Linked DNA regions of Mus musculus: region 1 is linked to region 2. A link is a contact called in public Hi-C data. All regions are on one chromosome and are shown on one strand. The core of a region is the stretch at or near the end of the contact, and the rest is flanking DNA. Distances in the headings are between cores, read along the strand shown. Region 1 holds the start of Commd3 (COMM domain containing 3). Region 2 overlaps Dnajc1 (DnaJ heat shock protein family (Hsp40) member C1).

The links. Hi-C and Micro-C count contacts between places; a contact is called where the count stands out from the background.
Region 1: a Hi-C map of uterus shows a contact between it and region 2, with 2.5 times the contacts expected there. The contact joins the promoter of Commd3 here to the enhancer-like site in region 2. A contact is called at or near these places in 20 of 39 promoter capture datasets (the 3T3-L1 cell line, 3T3-L1-derived adipocytes, the C10 cell line and 13 more), 47 of 484 Hi-C or Micro-C datasets (the 3T3-L1 cell line, the AtT-20 cell line, B cells and 35 more), 27 of 115 datasets of contacts at active chromatin or transcription factors (the 230-238 cell line, CD8 T cells, the SCID.adh cell line and 20 more) and 4 of 9 other capture datasets (adipose tissue, embryonic stem cells, liver and 1 more).

The regions. Positions count from the first base shown.
Region 1 is chr2:18,670,978-18,675,707 of GRCm38.p6, forward strand. It overlaps Commd3 (COMM domain containing 3), which reads left to right and starts at 1,458. Exons shown (of 8, transcript NM_147778.4): 1 at 1,458-1,626; 2 at 2,918-3,029; 3 at 3,148-3,211; 4 at 3,304-3,338; 5 at 3,679-3,739; 6 at 3,832-3,888; 7 at 3,973-4,032. The coding sequence starts at 1,488. It overlaps Gm33355 (a long non-coding RNA gene), which reads right to left and starts at 1,427. Exons shown (of 2, transcript XR_374026.2): 1 at 1,359-1,427.
Region 2 is chr2:18,368,637-18,373,162 of GRCm38.p6, forward strand. All of the region lies in intron 1 of Dnajc1 (DnaJ heat shock protein family (Hsp40) member C1), which reads right to left. Among named protein-coding and RNA genes, the nearest start is that of Dnajc1, 22 kb to the right of the region's middle. Within about 2 kb of position 2,680, at least 27 of the 459 cell types and tissues checked have an H3K27ac peak or open chromatin away from gene starts, as enhancers often do. A contact at or near this core is called in the HPC-7 cell line, liver, second pharyngeal arch cranial neural crest and 2 more, where this site is marked.

The DNA of each region.
Region 1 (4,730 bases), core at 208-2,707, 300 kb after region 2:
TCAAGTATCTTGAATTTTTTCAACTGTCTTTGGGGGGTGGGGAGGGTTAAAAAAGAAGCAGAGAAGTAGGGGTGGGGGAAAGAGAGCATAATTAATAGGTATTTGTTCCATGAAAACCCTTGGGAGACTTCTAAGCCTTTCAGGCTGGTGAGTTCTCACCTAGAGAGGGGACTGCACGTGCTTTTGAAAGCTTGGCTGAGCAGCGCTATTCAACTTGTTAGACGCTCAAGCATTCCAATTGTGCCTGTTACTATGAAGTGGGGTACTGTCCAATGTGACAACGTGCAACATGACACTCAGACATGCTGACTTTATTCATTAATAACAACCATTCCCCCACAAATAAGCATCTAAATTAGGAAAAACAAAAGTGTTTCAAGTTGAAACTGTCGTTGCTCTGGGAGAGTAAAAGACAATTCTTGCTCTACGGCCCTTTTCTTCATTCTTTCAAAACTGGATTTTTTTTTTAAGCTTTCAAATTCTTTTAATTAAAAAAAATGCCTAATGTGTCTTACTTACTTTGGGGTTTTCTTAACAAAGAACTATTCTTGTCCTCCTAAACCAACCTCGTATTAAAAAAAAAAAAAAAGAAAAGAAAGAAAGAAAAAGAAAAGGAGAAAGTTAAACTTTATACAGGATTTGTCTTTGAAGTTATGAGTCGCTAAAGAAGTAATTCATTTATACTAAAGATCTTGCCATTCCTAACCGTACTTTAGATGAGTATCTCGTATTTATTTACGAAGACTCTATTGAGTAATTAAAGCCACGGACGTAGTGAGTTTAGGAGCACAGAATTTATATGACAGAGTGCTTTCGAAAGGTATTTATTCGCAGTAGCATATAAAATTTTTTAATAATCCTGTCAAATATGTTCATGAATAATTTATTAATCTCCCAATTGTTAACTACCGGGCGTGCACACACCCGCCTGTGTCCTGCACATCACGCAGAAATCTACTGCCATGTTCCTGAAGTGACAAAGACAAGGTAAAACTGGTATATTTAAGATGTCCTCAGCCTCACAAAAGGGCAGCGCTGCGGGTCAGGCTGGCGAGTTAACACACGCACTCAGTCTCCCGTTGTCCCGAAGCCCAGCTTCTGGCCACACTCGCGGCGGCGGGGTTCCCGCGCCTCCCTGCACCAGGCCCAGTGGGGACAGAGCTGGTGCGGTCCCAGGTGAGCGCCAAGCGGGACCAATGGGCGTCCGCGCTCGCCGCGGCCGAGGCCAGCGCCTCCCAGACCGTGCGAGAGGCCGGCGCGTCCCGCCCGAGGCCCGCAGGGCGGCTGAGACGAGAGGCCCAGCCGCCGCCCGAGCTTCACCCGAACCCTCCCGAACCTCCCCGAGGCGTCGCCCGAACCTCTCCGAACCGTCCCGAGCCGTCGCCGAACCTCCCCGAGCCGCCCCGCCGCGGGTGCGCGCGCCCGATCAGCTGGGCGCGCGCCCCGAGTCACGTGGTGTGCGTGTCGAAGGTCACGGCGCGCTCACAATGGAGCTCTCGGAGTCTGTGCAAAGAGGCATCCAGACGCTGGCGGATCCCGGTTCCTTTGACTCCAACGCCTTCGCGCTTCTCCTCCGGGCGGCTTTCCAGAGCCTGCTGGACGCCCGGGCGGACGAGGCCGCGCTAGGTAAGCGGCTCTCCCGCCGCCGCGGCCTGGGCGGAGGGGCGCCCGGCAGAGCCGCCAGCCCGGCGCCTTGGGCACAGCTCCGGCCCGGGCAAGTCCCCGGTTTTCGCCCAGCCCGACTGTGGGGACCCGAGCGGGCCCTGAGCGCCGCTGTGCCCCCGCAGGGCACCTACACGGGGCCAGCTCTACGCTCCTGGCCTGGTTTCCCTGCCAGACTGTTTCTTTGTTCCTTTGTAAAGCCGTGTTCAAGTCTAGTTTGTGGCCTAAATGTGTGGGGGTTTTCAGCCTCCTCGGAGGCTGCAGCTGTTTTGACACTTGGACTTCAACTGGGGAGGTCCTGTGATTCAGCCTCCCCCAGCTGGGCTGGAGGGGGTTGAAAAGGCAGTTTCCGAAGCAATGGCTGGGTCAGACAGCACTGACATTTTCCAACCTACAGAACACCTCCGGATTCTCTGATCACTCCAGCACGGGCGTTCAGAGTGTTAAGCCCAGGTTATTCGTCCAGAACCCTCAAGTAGGGCGCCTAATGTTTTGTTCTGCAGCGGCTACCAGGAAGAGAGACTATTTAAAATGTCTGGTCGCAGACTGCAATTGTCATAATGGATTAAGAGCGTACTTTAAGACAAATCACTTCTAGATAATTCCCTCAAATCTATCAACACATTCCAGAACTCCTTGGGTCTCCACACCCCCCCCCCCCGTTTCATACTAGATACTTGGACAACAAGTATGAAAGTGGAAGCTGTTCTTAAAGCCCCCCCCCCCCCCCAATTAACCACTACCTGGTTTATCTCGAAGCTGTGTGTGTGTGTGTGAGAGAGAGAGAGAGAGCGAGGAGAGGTGGGGGGACTTGAAGATATTAATGGGATTTTGATATTTCTGTTGTGCATGCTAATGTATGCCCTCCTATCAAGCTTCTTTGATGTATTTATGTTCATGGAGTCAATTGCTCTAAAATGTCTTTTGAAAGTTGTTCATTTTGAAATTTACTGTGTAAACTACCTTCAGTTTCTCCTTTGCTTTCAGTCCATCCAGCAACCACTGCCCCCCCTTTCTTTGAGGTATTTAAAAAAAAAATACTAAGACGAAATAAAAGAAGGTAATTGAAAAGAGAGTGACAGCAGATTATTGATGTATTCTCTTTATTGTTTTGCAGTTAACCTTGTTCATCTCATCCATTTACAATTGAATTTTTGTTATATTTTCTAAAGAGGAAGTTTTACCAAAACCAAATATTCCTCTTAGGAACAGGGGCCTAAAGGATTTGTAATCATTAGCAATTAATTTATTTTAGATCACCCATACTTGAAACAGATCGACCCAGTGGTTTTAAAGCATTGTCATGCAGCAGCTGCAACTTGCATCCTGGAGGCAGGAAAGCACCAAGTTGACAAGTCTACTCTAAGGTACAGACTTTATCTAATGCCCGCTTACTTTGAAGTGGTATCTTTGTCATTGTAATTTCAGTTTTTAAAGATAGAGACTAAACCTTGCTTTATTTCCCCCCCCTCCTGCCCCCTTCAGCACTTATTTAGAAGACTGTAAATTTGACCGAGAGCGAATAGAACTGTTTTGCACCGAGTATCAGGTTACTTACTTTAAACTTTTAAATTAACAATTAGTACCCACCCCCTTTTTTCCTGCTGTTTGCAAAACTGTGTTTTCTTTCTCCTTCCCCAGAACAATAAGAATTCTCTAGAAACCCTACTGGGAAGGTAGGTACTGTGTTAGGTGTCAAGCTGCGGAGCTTTTCCCTTGTGGGTAAGGAATGGAGTGTGCTGATGGGAAACAAAACTGAGCCAAAAAAATTGGGATCCTGACCCAAAATAAAGGGCCAAAGGGCAAGTGGAATAATTGAAGTTAAGCTAATGTTTTTTTCAAGATAGAGCCTGACATAATCTTAGTAGGTGTGCTTTCACTCTTTTGAACTTGAAGATGAGGTTCAACAGTCTTTAAGTTCAGAGTGGAATGAAACGAGTTAAGAAGAGAAAGACACCATTGAGAAAATCCTGAAAGTTTTTCTGTAGATACTACAAAATTATCATTGTCTTTCAGTATAGGCAGATCTCTCCCTCATATAACTGATGTTTCTTGGCGCTTGGAGTACCAGATAAAGGTAAAGATAACAAGCTTTTCTGTAGAGGGAGTTAGAGGAACTTTTTTTTTAAAAAGGTTAGAGTTAAAGACTGATGTTTTGTGTTGTTTTAGACCAACCAACTTCATAAGATGTACCGACCTGGATATTTGGTGACCTTAAATGTAGAGGTATGTATAGATCCTTGTCTAAAAATTATGTGTAATAAAAATTTTCATTTCCTTTATATAAACAAACATTTTTTTCTTCCATAGAACAATGATTCCCAATCCTACCCAGAGATTAATTTTAGTTGCAACATGGAACAGTTACAGGTACAGTATTAGGACCTTTAAATGTTTCTTTCAGTGGGCATTTGAGAACTGTTATGGAGACTTTATAATATTCCCAGCATCAGGTAATGAAGGTTGGTTTAGGTTTTAATGGCAAAGAGAGAATGGAAAGCAGAAATTTAACATAGATTTCACTTTTAAAAGTAACATAGTAACATCCCCAGTAGCCTGCATTTACTGGTGCCCCTAATTGAAAAATAACTTTAAAGTTTGAGTTCAGCACACTTTCTTTCATTCCATCATGCATCTGACTCATAAAACTGAGCAAAAGTAAGAGATTGGAGAATGCCTTTCACAAATTAAACTTCCAAAGTTTTAAGCAGGAGTTTTAAATTACCCTATAAAGGGAAAGTTCACACAAGTTCTTAAAACTGTTAATATTTTCAGTGTAAAACTGAAGAAATTAAAGTCTTCGTTGATTGATGGATATGCTAACGAATTTCTTACCAATTAAATAAAATGAAGATCATTCCTGAAAATTTGAATGAAATTAAATGTTCCAAAGACATCTGTAGTCACTTTAGAGTAAATATTAGCGAAACTTTAAACAGAAAATGTGTGTGAATCATAACCTTCCTTAGAGAAGTTGAGAGATAATTTAGATATTCTCAGCCTGCAAAAATTCTGTTAGAAATTCCCTTTTAACTAGAACTTGAATACCTGATTGGAGGACCAGATCC
Region 2 (4,526 bases), core at 1,430-3,929:
AACAGAAAGTTCAAGAATACAGGAGTTGTTCAATCCATGAAGCTGGATATTTCAATTTGTCTTCAATGTATGTCACAATCCCAAAGAAGTAGGCTCTAACACCAGTGAAGGATTAAACTTTCCAATGACAGTGAGAACAGCCGACAAAGAGAAAGCAAGCTTCCTTCTTTCATGTCCTTATATAGGCTGCCACCAGAAGGTGTGGCCCAGATTAAAGGTAGATCATCCCACTCAAAGATCTGGATGAAAGATATATCTTCTCACCCCCAAACATCCAGATTATAAGTGGGTCTTCCCACCTTGAATGACTTTATCAAGAAAAACACCTCACAGGTGTACCCAGCTGCTTGGGTTTTAGTTAATTAGTCAAGCTGACAAACAAGAATAGCCATCACAAATCATATATACATTGTAAAACGCCACAATCAAACAAATTAGCATATCTATCATCTCTCAGAGCTGCTTTTTTCTAATAAAAAATAGTACTAAACTAAGCAGGATGGCTATTTTAGTTTATAATAATATATTTGCCTCAGAAGTATAAGTGATATCTGTCTAATTATGTGTGACATATCACCTTTGAATTAGAACACCTTAGATCTGAGTCATCAATAGTTCAAATAGGAGTAAAAGTATCTGGATGCCTTTTCCTTACAACAATTAACTGTATATCTTGACAACGAATTCATCCTGACAAGGGAGACACTCCCTAGGAATGGGTCTGATCCAGAGCCTTGCACATGTTCTGTAAACAATATTCCTTAGTCCTGTGGAGCTAAACTAATTTTTAAGAAATCATACTTTATCCTTTTCTTTACTATATATTTACCAAGACTAAATTGCTTAGAAGGTTTTAAGGCCTATAAGAAAGAAAAGAAAAGAAAAGAAAAGAAAAGAAAAGAAAAGAAAAAGAAAAACCACAAATATCTGAAAAAGAATTAAAAATCTTCAAAATAAATATTACCCTAAAAACTGACACAAGAAAAAAAAACACACACAATTTTTAGGTACCTTCTTATACTAGATATTGTGTCCCTACTTATTCATTTATTTATTTATTTTAAGTTTTTTGTTTTGTTTTGTTTTGTTTTTTCAGTTTTTTGAGACAGGATTTCTCTGTAAAGCCCTAGCTGTCCTGGAACTTGCTCTGCAGACCAGGCTGGCCTCGAACTCACAGAGCTTAGCCCACCTCTGCCTCCCAAGTGAAGAGAGAGGAAAGACCAGAAGGAGAATAAGCAGACAAACATACCTCAAAACTAACACTTATATAAATTCCCAGCAACACTATAGATATGAATATACACAAAGATTTGGGCCAGGCGGTGGTGGCACACACCTTTAATCCCAGCACTTGGGAGGCAGAGGCAGGCGAATTTCTGAGTTCAAAGCCAGCCTGGTCTACAGAGTGAGTTCCAGGACAGCCAGGGCTATACAGAGAAACCCTGTCTCAAAAAAAAAACCCAAAAAACAAAACAAAACAAAACAAAAGATTGGTAGTCAAAAATTAGTCTGGAAGTATATGTTTCAATATGATAACTTATAGTAGGGTAGGGTACTCACAATTAAAGACTGGTTAAATAGTTCTCTTATCTATAATGTCATGTTTTAATTTCTGAATCTTTTTTTTAAATGTGACTTTCAAAGAAATATTGAAAGGTTGAACTAATTTTTGAGATATGATTTGGTAAAAGGGAGCAGAGTGAGAAGAAAATACCGAGTAGTTGAACCAAGTATGCATTCCATATGCTCATACCAACTAGTAAGAGTAAGGGAGACCCTGTTAAAAAAAGAGAGAGAGGGCTGGAGAAATAGCTCAGTGGTTAAGAGCACTGACTGCTTCTCTAGAGCTCCTGAGTTCAGTTCCCAGCAACCACATGGTGGCTCACAACCATCTGTAATGGGATCTGATGCCCTCTTCTGGTGTGTCTGAAGACAGCTATGTACTCGTATACATAAGATAAATAAATCTTGAAAAAAAAAAAAAAGGAATTTGTTAAAAAGGGGGGGGGGGAGTCATGTGACTAAGGAGAGCTCAGGGAGGTGTGTAGCAACAGCTGGAGTAAAACAGCATGAAGTGGTCTGAAAAGGCAGTAAGAAAAGGCCTGACAACTGGTAAACTGACCCATTCCTCATTGGTGGTTCAACTGTATAAATAAGAGTGGCAGCTTAGTGGGAAAGTACTTAGCAACTCTGTTGACACAGACAACAGAAAGGACCACTACAGTGGCAAATTGAACTGTGCAAGGCCAATTAACCCTTTCACCTTAAGTGTTTTATTCTACTCTTACTGTGCCTGTTAGATCCACATTGGTATGTGTTAAGACCAAATGCAATTATAAATCAGTTATAGGTATTGATGAATTCTGCAAATTTCATGAAGCACATCTGTCTTTTAGTGACCTAAATGCCTCCTTTGCTACTCTCATCTGGTTTTAATTAGGAAACATTTTCAAAAGAAGTGGTTATTCAGAAACCCAAATATACATGTTCTTTACTATGAAATGATAACTACTCAAGTTTTTTGTCATGAAGGTTTGCTTTTAGTTTAATTTGTTTGGTTGGTTTTGTTAGAGTCACCTCAATTTTTCTTCTAGGAAAATCAGATAGAGTAACTTCCCTTGGGCAGACTGTTCTCGAGAGACTGTAGAGCGTGCTGAAGGGGTTTATAAGTCACAGACCACAAGCTGATGCATGAGCGGCTCTATCTGTGACTACACTGATGGCTTAAAAAAACAAAAACAAAAAAACCCTTTGCATCTTGAAAAGCTTTGTATTTTTTAAGACAGTAACAGGCGTACTGCTGTTTCATCTTCCTGCTTCCCAAACAGGCATATGGCTTCTTTTAACTATGTGTATTTGAGAGCAAGAATCCTATTTCCACACACTCTAAAAACTAAAAAACCCACACCGCAACACGGTGTTCAAATATTTGGTAAAGAACATCTTGTGAAATACTTACTGGCTTATGTGAAAAGCTTTATTTCTATAAAGTATGTGAGACTGCAAAAGATGTGATTTGTTCAATGATAAACTAAGGCCATCCACATAAATGTTGTGTCTTTTTATTGCATTTTTGTTTTGTTGTTAAGACAAGGTCTTATGTAGCTCAATCAGGCCTCAAAATGCTTTATAGTCAAAGCTGTCTTCAAACTTCTGATCCTGAGGTCTCAGCCTCCCAAATGCCAAGATTACAGGAGCACCACACCACACTTAGCTCTCTATTTTCCTGTTACTCACACCCTCAAAGGCTCAACATTATCCTACATGCAAAAACAGCATGTCAAGTTTTCTCCAAACACACCAGTTATCACTGAATCTTAATAATACTTTAAAAATTACTAATTAAAGCCAGGCATGGTGATAGATGCCTTTCAGCACTTGGGAGGCAAAGACAAACAGATCTCTTTGGGTTCAAGGCCAGCTTAGTCTACACAGTGGGTTTCAGGTCAGCCAGGGGTAACATAGTGAGATTACATCTCAAGCAAATGAACAAACAAACAAAACTGTCTGGTCAAAATGCTAACAGATAGCTCGAGGACAAGTCTGAAGGAATCCAGACCCAATAAAGATTAACAGCCACTTAAAATGATTGCCCTTGCCTTTCAGGAGCAAGGGATGTTCTCAGCTCTGGCTTCTCTCAACTCTTCTTCCTAAGCCACAAAATGCAAAAGAGCTGAAGAATTCTGTCTTCTTGGGACAAAGGCTATATTTATTGATTTCTATGATCATGTTAAGATCGGTGAAGGAAGAGACGAGCTTCCCTCAGTCTTTTCACAAATTTAGGTTACCCACGGGCTCTCCTATTTCTCTTCTCTTCCATAACTCCAGTACAACCGCAGTAAAGGGTCTCATCAAACGAAGCAGCATCAGTGAAGAGCCATAGGGGCTGATGGTAAGTGTAAGTAGCAGAAACCCCTCACCCTGCTCGAGAGCGAGCCAGAGCACACGGATGCTTTCTCAGACATTATTCATCACACAGCTGTCCCCTACTTCCTGAAATAATCTCACGAGCTAGAAGCAGACAAACTAGAATACTAGGACTTAGTATTCAAATACCAGACAAACTTCAGGAATTTATCTTAGCTACCATCAGACTTCAAGAGAAATGAAAACAATATGATACACTATGCCACGTAAACACACTATTTAGCTAAAAGCTGCAATCTAGGTAAGTTTAAGTTACAACATGCAGATTTGGTAAAGATTCCTCTCAGAAATCCACTTCCTTCTTTTCTAGATAGCCACATAAACCAAACCTTGAATCAAAATACATTTTGTAAAGGTGAAGCAAGTACCCAAAGCACTAATTCTTAGACCCAAACAACAACTCACGTGGCCCAATGTCCAGACCTCGTGCATGTGTTCTCAATAACTGCTAAGTCAGTTTAGGATGTGAGTTTAGACCTGATCCCAAGCATGTGACCAAAATACAGTCATCCAGAAGCGGAAAGTCAAGTATTAAGGTTTTTTTTTTTTTATTTCCCTCTACTAAACAAAGCAAAAACAAACAAACAAAAACAAAACAA